Regions from separate parts of the Drosophila melanogaster genome. Here region 1 is linked to region 2. Evidence: chromatin contacts called from public targeted proximity ligation data. All regions are on one chromosome and are shown on one strand. The core of a region is the stretch at or near the end of the contact, and the rest is flanking DNA. Distances in the headings are between cores, read along the strand shown.

Evidence for each region.
Region 1: a targeted proximity ligation map of the Kc167 cell line shows a contact between it and region 2, with 9 times the contacts expected there. A contact is called at or near these places in 2 of 107 Hi-C or Micro-C datasets (both in the Kc167 cell line) and 2 of 7 datasets of targeted methods (both in the Kc167 cell line).

What each region holds. Positions count from the first base shown.
Region 1 is chr2L:13,546,347-13,553,394 of dm6, reverse strand. kuz (kuzbanian) reads right to left here and starts at 3,256. Exons shown (of 13, transcript NM_165047.3): 1 at 3,102-3,256; 2 at 1,729-2,253. The coding sequence starts at 1,792. It overlaps B4 (B4,), which reads left to right and starts at 4,067. Exons shown (of 7, transcript NM_001273516.1): 1 at 4,067-4,263; 2 at 6,092-6,484.
Region 2 is chr2L:13,085,579-13,092,237 of dm6, reverse strand. lncRNA:CR44197 (long non-coding RNA:CR44197) reads right to left here and starts at 2,435. Exons shown (of 1, transcript NR_073767.1): 1 at 1,679-2,435.

The DNA of each region.
Region 1 (7,048 bases), core at 2,007-4,506, 460 kb before region 2:
CTCATTTCACTCGTCAGCGAATCTTCAAGTTTTTTTTGTCTCTTTCAAGATCAAAAAAAAAAAAAAAACGAAACCAAAAAACTGCAGATAAGTTACGTAAAAAGTAGCCGCAATCTCAAGCTGAAACTAAGATACGGATACAGTATCTTTATCTTAATTCCCAGCTGTATCTTGTTACTGTATCTCAGAACTGTTGCTTTTCACAGCATTTTTGGTTTATATATTTCTTTCGCTTCCGCTGCTTATTTGTGGGAGAAAAACTCTTCTCCGATAGCTGTTGCATATATATATATATATATTTTTTTATAATTTTTTCATTTTTAATCATTATAATATGGTTTGTGCAGCCCAGACAGATAATGCCGAGACATTGACCTTTTTCGCAGATTTTTTGTTTGTCTCTGGCCTTTTCTATTCGCCTCGCTTCTGGGTTCTCGGTTCTTATGTCTGCTCTCTTTCTTTGTTGTCAGATTAGCCGGCCAAGTGGATAAACCAGTTTTTGCCTCCGCCACTCTTCTTGGCTTGATTCTTGGCCCTCAATCCTCACTCTTTTACCCATGTTCATGTTGCTTGACTTTGGCTAATTAGCCAAGAGTGGAAGTTGTTGTCATGATCCCTCGCCCCGCCTCGAATTTCGTAACGTTGAACTTAGGAAAATCTTGCCATGCAAACAAATTAGTTGAAGTGGCGAAAAAACGGTCTTCAATGCAGTAACGACATTTTTTTTATCACAAAACACAATATATTCATAAATTAAGTAGCACAACTCTGATATATATATTTATATATGTAGATGTATAAGCTAAATGTTTCATTCCTACTGTGTGTTTCATACCGAAGTATATAGTTTTAAAATTTTGTAAGTCCCCTTTTGTTAAACCCAAGCTAACGATTTCACAATAAAAATGGATGAGTCCCCTGAGCTTTACTCAGGTTTTCATGACTCACGTTATACCTTATGCTTTTCGCCTTCTTCGCTCTTTTTGCCCCAACAATGGACTTGCTTTGTGGAAATAAATAGGTAGAATCTGAATTTGTATATTTACATGAACATACATACATATATGAGTAGCTAACTTAAGTGTAAAAAAAGTACATTCACGGCTATATAGATTGTTATTAGAGTCGGTTGAGTTTGAAACCTTGGCACCTGCAAGTGAGAATATTGCTGAAAGCAAACACTCTGGGTCACAAGAAAATCATTCTGTCAATTCGCTTGGAGTGACAATAGCGAAATTAAATTAATTATGCAAAGCAACCCCATTTGTTTAATAACAAAATACACCCACAGCATAGTTAGGGAGGCGAGAAAACCCAAAGACAATTACCCAAAGTGTCTACTAAAATTATAAGAAACCCTCTGTGTTCCACCCTCAAAACGATACCCTTCCCCTTCCCCCTAATATCCTTCACTCGTCAATTATCCTGGCAAAGTACGTAATTATTTTTGTTGCTCGAAGGGTTCTGGGTGAAAATGTTAACTTTGTTTCCGCCTGATTGAGCACTTATTCCAATGTTATTGTCTATGCGTCATTTGCAGCACCCTCGGCTGTATTTCATTTTAAGCCCCGATTGTTGTGGTTTCTTCGGTTGCCAGTGAGTCAAGTGCAGAAAAAAAACACCAATGCTTTATGTATTTTTAAATTAAAATATTTAAAAAATTATATGAAATAGGAACGGAAACCATTTAGATTACATTGTTAATCAATGTTAGTTTTTCGAACTTACCATTTACGATGATGATGAAAATGATCGATACGAATACAATGTTGAAAGCACATTTTGATGACATTATTTGCGATGGGGATCCAACGTGGATGGCTGTCGACTAAACAGAACTAGCACCAAATTTCTGCTTGCTTTTGTTTTATTTTTTATTTTTTTTATTTCCGCGAAGGTCGTTGATTGGTCTTAATAATTTCCTTGTGGCAGTAGTTGGTTGCGTTATTGGGCGGCACCTCGCACTCCAATCTTCGCGGGTTTTTTAATCAGAGCTTTGCACTTTCCATGCCATTTACAAATTTAGCACTTTTTGCATGGGCCATAAAACTTCGCAGCACTTTTTCGCACGCACGAATTATTTTTGCTATTTGTTGCAACTTCTTTTCGAGCTCTTGTCACGTACACTTTTCTTATATTTTTATTTTTGTTTTATTCCAATATTTTCTCGTTAATAAATTAAAAGCGAAAATAAAAAAGAAAAATCTTCTTTTTTGATTGATTTTGTGTGTTTATTCACTGGATTGTTTATTTCTGAAGGCAGAAGAGCGAGACATTTTGATTGATTTAATATTATTAAAAATATACTATTTAAATATAAAAATAGGCAATTTTATTTGTTTTATTGTTTTTTTTATAATTATGTTTTTTACTATTTACGCTATATTCATAAGTTCGGTATGCGTTTTTTCTTGTTTAATAAGTTTATGAATAGTTGGAAAACCAAAACATTAGCAATACAAACAAACATAAAATCACAACAAAAACAGCTATTGGCCTTTGCACTCACACAGAGGCAATGAGCAAGCGCGGAGAGGAGAGCAAGAGAGGGAGATGCAACAGAGACGACAAAGAGCGACGGAAGACGGAAAAGGAGAGAGCGACAGCTGCGGCGCAAACGCAACAAAATGCATTAAATTAATTATTGTTGCTTTTAAAACGCTTGTTGTTGCTGGCACAAAAGAACAACAAATCGATTTGTTTACAATGCTGTTTCAAAATAATTAAACAGAAAAATGTTTTCGTGAATAGTATTATGTGTAGTTTAACTTCGCAATAGGGCTAATTTAACAATGTTTTTGCATGTTTACTTATTTTCGTGTGCCTCGTCTTGTACTTCTTTCATGCTCTCTCTTTTATGTTGCTTCTCGGATTGCCTCTCTACATTTCTCTCTCTCACTCTCGTTTGCTATGTGTTGCCAGTAAATTAAATGCGTTGAAATGCAGCCATTTTGTCTCCGCAATTGGCACTCACTTGAACTCCGGTCGAATTTTTTGTTTAGCCACAATTCTCAATTGGCCAGAATTGGGGGCATTTTCTTTGATTAGCGCACATTTCTTAAGCCTGACTTGACGATATATATTTATTTTTATTCGCTCACCCGCTCGCACATTAGCACACACACACACACGAACGCACGCACACATGCAAACGCACGAACACGCGTCCAGCGATTTTCCGACTCCCACGGCGTTCCGAGATCCGTTACAAAGAGTTACGCGTCCAACTCGCTTGGTGGTTTTTTTTAAACTACCCGATTTCTCACCACATATACAAATGTACTTCAGTCTTAGAGTGACCAGTATCATAAAAAGAGATAATCTTTCTAATGCGTTAGTTTTCGTGTGCGTTAATACTGATATTGACGAGAGATGATACAATGACTCATCGTATTCACTATAGTATATTAATAATAGTTAGATTCATTAAATAAAACTTATTTAGGCAACAGCACTTACTTTTCAGCTAATTAAACATATTTAAACATTATTGATACTTACGCATAAGGTATACAGCAAATACAAATGTTATTTATGTTATTTAAATTAAGCTATTGCAAAATAATATTTTAAACTCTAAAGAGAATTTGTTTAATTGAATTAAAATTAAAATCATTTTGTTTTGTGAGCTTGTGTACTTCTTCGTTCATTTACATAAATTTTTTTTTGAACACTTAAATTCAAAAAAGGCGCCAAAATTACTTTATTTTGCAGCCCTCGTCCACTTCAACGAAAATATTTTTACGCCTGGTGGCAACCTTTATCATATGGAACCAGTGTTGCCACATTTGATATTTTAGATTTATAATGAAAACTATTAGAAATTTGATATATTTAACAAATAAGCTGTTTACATCAGAAGCTTGTTTTGTTGCTATGCTAATAAGCTGGATAGGGCCATTTGCTATGGTTATCTACTGATTTAAATTTGCCTATCGCTTACTGTGATAATTTGAGTATACGTTAAAATACAACCATTTTGAATCGCGCGCTCATTATTAACATGCTCGGATTTTTTAGTGATAAACTCGTTAAGACGCTCTGAGTTGTGTCACCTGGCAACACTTCGTCAGATGCTCATCGAGTGTTGCTGCGGGTGGACGTGCTCGCTTTCTCTGTCCGTTACCGTTACCTCGTGTCTGCGTTCACGTATCCGTGTGTCTGTCCGCGTTCCCCGTCCGTGTGTGGGTGTAGGTGCGAATGTGTGTGTGCCTTTGGTCGCGTGTCGTCGCCGCTTTCATGTAAACGAAGATTGTGCAAAAGGTAAACGCCAAACGGTGGCAACAACAGTAAATGATAAACAGAAGCGAAACAACTAGCAAGCGCAGCAACAACCACAACAACACAAACAGCAAAGAAGCAAGCAAACAAAACTTGTGAAATACTTTTTGTTTATTTTTTTTTTATTTTGGCCTGGTCTGGTGGCAAGTGGCAAAAGCTATAAAAAACGATTCTCGAAAACAGGTTTCCTGCGTGAGCGAGAGAGAGAGAGAGAGAGACCGAAGCGTTTACTGCAAACTAGAAGCTCAACTGCTGCCGCACAGTGGTCACTACAGTTCTAAGCTTGCCCCACTGTGCGCCCAGAACTTGTTTTCTTCTTCTTTTCATTCGATTCCCCTCCCCACTCCTTCGTTCCAACTGCAGCTAACTACTCCTTTCATCGGGCGTTTTAGAATGCATATTTGGTTTATGGGAAGCTCACATGCAGCGCCCCCCGAAATCAATACGGAAAACGGTTTTTCCCGAAAGAGCCGTTACTTTTCGGGAAAATCCCCATTCCACGGCACCTCGGCTCTGCCACAAAAATCAGCTGGCTCGGCAGTCGGCGCAGCTCTGCCGGCGTCGGCAGTGGAGGGACTGCGTCGGGCGCCTAGCAACAGAGGTTAAACCTCTGACTACAGGGACGGTTCACGCTTGGGCGGTCAAAATCTCGGGGAGCAACACGTTACATAAGGTGGCTGAAAGTTTGTCAACCTCAAGTTTGGTTACTTGTGTGTCTAGGCATTATGTGATTGTTAAAATCACGTGGCTTATACAATTGTGGTTGAATATCTTATAGTTTGCATTGTTTTTAAATTTTTTGAAAGTTCTTATAGCAGAATATTCTCTTAACCAGAAGATGAATAAAACAAAATAGTAAAAGTCCAAAAACGCTAAAGAGCTTGATTTTTTATGATACCTTACTTGAAACTTCCGAGATTAGCTTTTTGCCCCTCCCCGATGTTGAAGGACTTCGGTCCTGGTCCCTACCGCCGTCAGCTGTGCGCTCAGTGCGCAGGCGCCACACACACACACACACAGATGTGCCAGCCACAGGCAGCAGGAAGCAGGCAGAAGAAGAAGAAGAAACAGCAGGAGCAGCAGAGGAGGAAAAAGCGGACCAGCCTGCTGGTTAACTGCCTGACTTTGGCCCGCAAAATTGCATTGCTGGCGTCTCGCTCGCACGCACTTACTTCGGCAGTAATGCCGGAAAATGGGAAAATGTGAATGTGAATCGATGGTGGAGGAGGGCGGGCGGTGAACAGCGCGATGTGGGCCGAAGTTCGCAGTCGGCAGTCGGCAGTCGGCTTTACATAAGTTGACGTCCGTGGCAGGCGGTCTGCTCCTGGAATTTCAGTGCCCGGCTGCAGGTCCTTTGCTCAGGTTGTGTAGACGCGCTTTTCAGTTTTTCCGGTGGATCAGCTGCTGGCGCTTTGCAACTGGTTCGGATTTTCCTTAATTTTCTCTGCGCTACCCCTACTTACTTTTGATTTGTAAAGTTTTCTTTACTATTTTTGTATTATTTTTGGTTTTATTTTTTAATTGGTTCTGCCCCTGCAAACCGGCTGCAAATGGCCAAAAGGTTCGTCGACAGTTTTGTGTTTTTTCAGCTGTTCGGCTGGTGGAAGGCAAAAAAAAAAAAATAAAAAGTGGTTAGACCTCTTTTTTTTATTACACTTTAATTTGGATTTTTTGCCATTATTTATCTCATTTCTCAACTATTGCTATTTGCCGCCTGCGTGGGCCACTTTCAAAAGCTTTTTTTCGGGGCTTCCGTCGATTAGTTTTGGCTTTATTTATTTATTTATTCCGTATTCGACGAATCATAAAGCCAAAAAAACTTGATTTGTGCGCACGGCCAGCAGTAAATCAATTTAACAATATTAAATCGCTCGTAAAACCGTTTGAAAAAAAAAAACGTCTAAACGAATTTATTCCTACATATATATCCATATATACATATAACCATGCAGACGAAGTGTTAATCGACAAACAACAACAGCAACAACGCCGGAGAAAACAACATGTGAGAGGCGGCTCAAAAAGTTAATTTAGCCAGTCGAAAAGATGGCCGCCAGGATGTGCAGCATCGCTTCCATCGTCATCATCTAGATTTTAGATGCAGCAACAGCAGCAGCAGCAGCACTCACAGATACACACGCATACCAATGCCGCTGGCAGCCAGACACTCGCACACCAATACCAATGCCAGTCCCTCTTAAAGGTGAGTCGCACTTAAAGTCTTGCATTTAAAATACCCTGCAGTCGTAAAATTGGGTGAACCTAGAGTCCCTCGAATTTGGGAAGTCAAGTGCTGGACGTTTGCAGCACAAACGCTGTGAGCTTTGACCCCTCTTTAAAGTATTTTCAAATACTTTCTTACTATTTAGAACATTTGAAAAAAGGTGCTAATAACTCAACAAGCCAGTTCCTTGTGCTGAATCCTTAAATATCCTTATAAGACGTAGATTTCCCAGAAAATCGCTTTGTGATATAGCATATCATATGTATGTTTTCTATATTATAAAGTACATGGCTTATGGATTCCTTAGATGCTTTTGAGCACGATTAAAGCTTGATTGGAAATCTGCTACTGTGTGCCCAGCAACCTATCGAATTCGAGCCTTCCGTTGCCCTTTTTGCACGTTTATAAGATAATCCTCGATAATAAATATATGTGTGGTGGCAAATGTATTTGGAAACCTTCGTCTATCAAGCCTTGTGAACTGTCCAATCAAGACGGGAATCGCATGATGAATGACCTCAGCTTTCCCATCAATCTTACACA
Region 2 (6,659 bases), core at 1,186-3,685:
TTAGCCAAGAGAGGACTTTAAGCTTTAACAGCTCTACTTTCTAAATAAATACCCGAAATTGTAATTACAATACATTCAACTGATGATGGGTATTTATAATTTAAATTTATTCCGGAAAATCACCATCCACACAAAATTAACTATAAGTAATGAGAATTCTTGCAACAATAAATAAAGCACTTCGTTAACAATGCAAATCCCTACAGATTCCTGTCATTATTGACAACTTGGAATAATCAGCCCATTTAGAGTAGAGCTCGTTTTAGCTTAATTCCCAGAATTCATGGCTAATAAGTTGAATCTTTCAATAGATCAGTTCCTCTCAGGTTAAGGTAATTCCCAGCTCAATTTCCATTTGACGAACCACAATACCAGAGCCGCAACCCTTGTTCCCACCAACCCTTAACCCAAGAAAGCCGGTCTCAAAAATTCCCCTTTCCCATAAAAATGCGACTTTAACTCATCGCGGCGGCAGCAACAAATCAACAAAACTGCATTGTTCTGAACTTTGCTTAATAACCGAAATTCTCGCATAAAAAAAAATCCACTTTAGAAGTCCATTTAGGGGACGACAAAAAGCGTTTCTGTTAAGGCGGAGGAAAAAGTCACATGATTTAGTTGCCGTCCAGCATCGCGCCCTCCACGTCCCGCTCGTCGTCCATCTCTTTCGCACTCTTGCACTGCGGTCAAATGGGCGTTGCTGAGCAACAAAAAATAAAATATAAAAAAGCACTGCGAAATTTCCGCACAACAACAGCAGCAAAAAGTTATTGCTAAACTAAAACAGAAACACAGTGGTGGCTAATAAGCAGCACACATGCTGTGGCAGGTTTTTCTAATTTCGCTAAGCATGCAAGCACTTTTTAAGTTTATTTATTAGATTCCTTAGAATTCAAAAACAATTCTTCATTTTTACAGAATTTTGTATCTGAAAATTTAAAATTTCGCTTGAAAATTCGAAAATACTTCCAAACTTGAATGTAATTATTATTTAAATTTAAAACTAAATGTTTAAAAAACCAAAAAGGGTGGAAAACTTAACTGGCAGAAAAATATGACAATGTAGCCGAATATCCCTTAGCGAGTGGCCACTGTACGGGCAGTCGGCAAAGCAGCGACTATGGAAAAAGCGCGGAGCTTTTCTGAATCTGAAATGCAATGGAGAATCCGAATCCGCCTCAGCTTATCTCGCAGCCCTCGCTGCATCTGCAACCTCCAACCCCCCAACCACCGAACCCCAACCCCTCGCACTCTCCTAATGAAGATGATAATGAAATGAGCTGGTGCCAAGTACAAACCCATAACCACAAGCCTTTTGCTTTACCAGCTTCCATCCCCTGGCTGCCACCCTGCGAATTCACAATCTGCAATCCGCTCATTTTACAAATTGCTTAGCAGCCGCCGCTGCAGAATGCAACTTTGGGATAGCTTTTGAGGTCAACTTGAAATACCCTAACAAATAATTAACAAGCACGAGCTTCTAATAGTGCGATTAATATTCAATTGGCTTTAATGTTTGATTAGCCATTGGATGGAAAGGCAGGTGTTGGTCATGTTTGCCGGCCAAGTTTATAAACGAGAAAATAGTTTTTTTTTTGTGTTTGTTCAAACACAAACGATAAAAGCTAGATTTATGCATTTTTTAATTAAGTAAATGCTATGAACGCAAATATTTTTTATGATTTTACTTTGCTTAAGTGAACATAAACCGTGTTTTAAGTCGTGATAAATGCTGTAATGCTACAATACAATTTAATATTTTTTTCTGAAATTCTTCACTGTTTTCTTATCAAAACTTTTGATTATCAATGGTTAAAAGGGTCATTCCAATTCGTCGTCGATGCTGAGGCAAAGTTCTCAGTGGTTTCTTTAGAAATATGTAGTTGCAAGTATTTTTTGTTTATTTATTTCTTTATTTTTAACCGCGCTGCGGCTGATGCCATTGTTGCCGTTCCATCCGCCTGTCGATTTGTTTCGCTCGTTTCGGTTCTAAGTTTGCGTGTTGCATTTTGTAATTTTTGTTGTTTAGCTTGTTGTTGTTGTTGTCGTATTTTTTTTTTTTTTTTAGCTTAGTTGTTGCCGGTTATTCCAGGGTGATTTTGCATTTTGTTGTTGTTTCGGATGCCTCCAATCCCAGCAGCGTTTCAAGGTCTTTGCACTATTTGTTTTTGCCAAGTTTCGCACACATCCCATCTATACTATATGGAATATATGGCCGGGGTGTTAGTTTTCTGCCCGATCTCTCGGTTGTATTCTATACTGTTCAGTTCAGTTCTATTCTATTCGGTTGTATTCAGTTCTGTGATGGGGAAGAGCGAGAAGTTTCGCCTTGTGGAAATTTCTTCGCTGGCCCGCTCGTGTTGCAGTTTTTGCTCTTTTCCACTTGACTGACAATTTGATTGGCAGTTTGCTTTTGCATTTGCCATTGTAGTTGTTGCATTTGGTGTTGGTGCTGGAAGCAGCTCTCTATTCTATCGTCTCCCTCCGGCAATTATATTTAATTTTATTATTGAAGATTGCAGCAAGATTTTCGCCCCCAAGGTCAGACGTGTAAATCTTCTGCTGCTGCTGTGGTCACGTAAGCAAAACTTTTTTTTAAGCTCCCCAACCCCGCAATGTCGCGCCTTTTTTTTAATGGCTGGCTGCTTTTGTCGAGTTGCTGGAGCAATTTCAGTATTTTTCTGTTCGTTCGGCATTTCCTATTAGAAATTCTTGGCATTAATGCAGCTGACCGGTTGTAGTTATTTGTTATTGATGCTGCCGAAGTTGTTTTCGCTATCGCCAATTTCCTTTGTACTTATGCCAGCCGGAAGATCGTTAGCGTGGAAGTAGCAAGGTTGAAGCTGGAAGTGGATTACATTGCGTATGCGCAATATCGATGATTCGATTACGCATCCGCAGCGATGGCACTGGCAATTCGATCGGGGAGAGTTGGCTTGGGCAAGCTCAATGAGTATGTGATCCCAATGTGTAAAGCGCAAGGAAAACCACAACGACAAGGATAATCCATAAGGAATCCAAATAAACCAAACCAAATAAACAAGAGATTATAGCTTTTTCTAACTATTGATTTGTAAAAAAAATTCATCTATTTAGAAATATGTTATTCATGTATAATTTAAAACTTAAGTTGCTTGCAGCCTATCTCTTCAACTCTACTGCAAATCGACTGTCCGCCGAGACCTCGAAGAACTAGACGTCCATAATCATTCGAATCGATTACGAGTCCACTATGTACTCAGCACTCAAGTAACTAATTGCACTGCATGGCCATAAAAAGAGATGGAGGGAAATGTCGAGAGGAACGGAATTCTTAACTAGCCATAATTGTTATATTTTTCAAGCATATTGCAGTCATATGCGTGTCGTTAGCTGCCCGATTCTGCAGCAGCAGCAGAAACATCATCATCATCGATGTCGGTCTGCTAGCAACTTGCCTGTGCAATATCATCGGAATACAAAGCTCAAGGTTACGCATACGCCATGTGCGCCGGGCCAAGCGATGCGATTCCAAACGATGCGAGCGCAATGTCTAAGCAAATAGACGACAAACGAGCGCGGCAATGCAAACACGGACACTTGTGCGGTCCGTAGATAGAATTTTAAACACTCTGGTCTTGGTATACTACTACATGGTGGATTTCTAGGGGTTTCCATCGGGTTATCGGGGGCTGTGCCAGATGCCTTTTAGTGCATACATAGTGTCAAAAGTGTCATGAAGCCATGGCTAAGTCATCGATCGGAAGTTTTCGCTCAAAATATGTCATTCCTGCCAGGCACATGCTGCAAAATCATTTTATTAAAAGCTCCAAAAGTTTCACATTGAAGTCTTCATAAACTTAAATATTAGTTTTGTTAGCAACCGTATAGTTTTCAAATTTAAAGTTTCTAAAATATAAAGTATTTCGCTGCACATCATAGAATGATTGTTTCAACTCTTAGTAAGGGTTTTCTTTCATTTTCCTACCCTATTTCCCAGAATTTTTCCCCTCAGCTCGTTTCGTTTAACCAAAGCAACGCTAATTGCTCCGCTGAAGCGTAAAACATTTTCACAAGAACTAATAAATGCAACTGCAAAAGTTGAGTACAGGCAGCGGAGGCAAACCGAAACGATGCAGACCACCCTCATGGCAGCCATAAAGGAAACTCAACTAACAACTGTCTTTGCCAGATGCTGTCTCTGAGGCATCCTCGTCCTCATCTCTTGTCATCGTTGGTGGCCCGAAGGTTGCCTTAAATGCCCTTGTTTATACCCTTCCTTGGGTGTTCTTTATCTCACAAGGATATAGTTGAGGCAAACAACTGACCACCTTTAAATGTAATGCAACAGATTGACGGTTATATTTAGTTTATATCAAATTTAAATTGTAATTCAAACAGAGTATATGCACATTTAATTTTTTTAAATAACTTAAACCAAAATAAAGTTTACTCAAACCAAATTTACTTTCGACTACCTTCACATTTTTGCGATCTTTGGCGACTTTGTGCCCTGACTGCTCCTTTCAGCTGTCTTCAACTTGTGGCTCCTGCTCATCCACTTTGTGACCTGTCAAGTTTTTTCGCTGCAGGCATATGCAGTCGTCACACCCACGATCACATGTACAGAATAAATAAAACTAAAAGTAGAAACATGCCACGTGCCTGCAAAGACATTAAACATTTTTTCCATCACATATGAAAAGGAGGTTCGGGAGGAAGGAAAGGATTCCTCCTCTCGTTAATTGCAGGCCCAAAAAAGTTGGAATTTTTAAATAGCCCTATGGCCAAAGTGGGAATTTGCTTACAATCAAAGCACCCAAGCGTTCGCAGCAATCAATCAGATGTAGTGGGGGGGGGACTCGGGCCAGGGAATCCTCCATCCTTCTCGTTACTGCCCGAGAATTTCAAATTGTTATGCAAATTTTCAGCGGCTACTGTGTCGGATGTCTTTGGGGTGGCCAATTGCACGGAGAGAGTGTGGCGAGAACAAAAGCGCCAGGCAAACGCCATAACTCAAGTGGCCGCAGCGATTTCATGCCTGATTTCAATTATCAATACGCGCCATCGACAGCGGACGACAGGCAACCGGCAACTGGCGACCGGCATCCAGAGCCAAATCAATTCAGAACGGGCCAGGAACCCAATGAAGCCACAAAGCCCGAGGAGCCGACACGTCCAACAATCGAACAATGGGCACAAATCATTTCATATGCCAAACGTGTGGTCGATGATTGGACGGCTGCAGCAGCTTCACAAACAAGAATAAAGAGTGGTTAACTTTAAGTCTGGGCGACGATTTAAATACCCTTGCACACCTTAAAAGTGAACAAAGAAACCCATCCTGAAATGTCTGAAAGAGGGGAAATATAAGCTACACATTGTATATAAATTTGTTTGCACCCAAATTAAAAGTTTAATAAAAATTCAGCATAATTTAGGTGCTTTTCACTTCTTTTCATTTGCATAGTAGCGAACATATAGGGTATACCAACTACAATAAGCCACTTCATCATTGAATGTACACTCCGAATTCATGTCTTCGTATTGCCATATTTTATTTTAGATCAGACTTTGTCACATTTTTGGCCAGCAATTTGTTTGCCGCTGCCGTTCTGAGGCGGCGATTTGTTTTGTCAACTGTCAGTGCTGATGAATTTAATAAATTTAAAGCGCAGACAAGCATTGATCATTGTGATCATCATCGTCGATAACATCATCATCATCATCAACGCCAGTGACTTCAGCATGTTGTACATGACACAAAAGCTGCAGTTCATCGATGGCTTTTGAATATAAAAATCACCCAAAAACGATTTTGTGAATCCATTTTTGGGGCGTCCGAGCCATCCGTTGAAGTGTGGGCGTGGCTGATGGCGGATGCAGAATGCATTGAATTTTAAATCGATACGCAAACGATTGAAATCAAATGGCTTCCACAAATTTGGTCGATTGTGCCAACAACAATGGGGCAGACGAAATAAAATAAATACTGTGACAATTGAAATTGTTTGGCCATGTCATGCAGATAAATAATGTGACAAGTTCTGTTTTGGTTAAATGAAATAATTAAATATTTATCATCTGAGCTTATCGAGACCATTAATCATACGGCGGTCTCATCAGGTATTGAATACCAAGAAATGGCAAACAAAGCGGTTGGAGACTTGGTAGGAATAAATCAAAGTTAACATAAAGAGATATTTGTTTTAGATGAAATAATAAAAGAAATCAATTACTTTCCATTTCTATGAATGTGATTTCAGAGTTATGACAAATTAAATGCGCAGGGTTTCGTTTTATTTCTTTGATTATTTCTCCCTCATTTATTTTACAACAAACTTTCTGTTTAGCCACATACTATATACATACATAAATTTCCTAAGAACCGAATCGACCCCATTGAAAACATCTTTCATCGAGAGTCCATAAATAATTCCATTGGCAGCACAAAAGAGCTTATCGATAAGCCCGATTCAAAAGCTTTAATGCCCATCAAAATGCATTTTCGCTGCTCAAATGATTTGTTCGGGCAAAGAGGACCCTTCTCCAAGAAACCTAAAGAACATTTATCAATTTTAAAGCCAATGAAAGGCAGGAAAAAAAGTGGCTGAGTGTATGTATGTGCTTTATAAGGAATCCATTGCAGAATTAAATCGCAGACCGCAAAGGAAATGAAT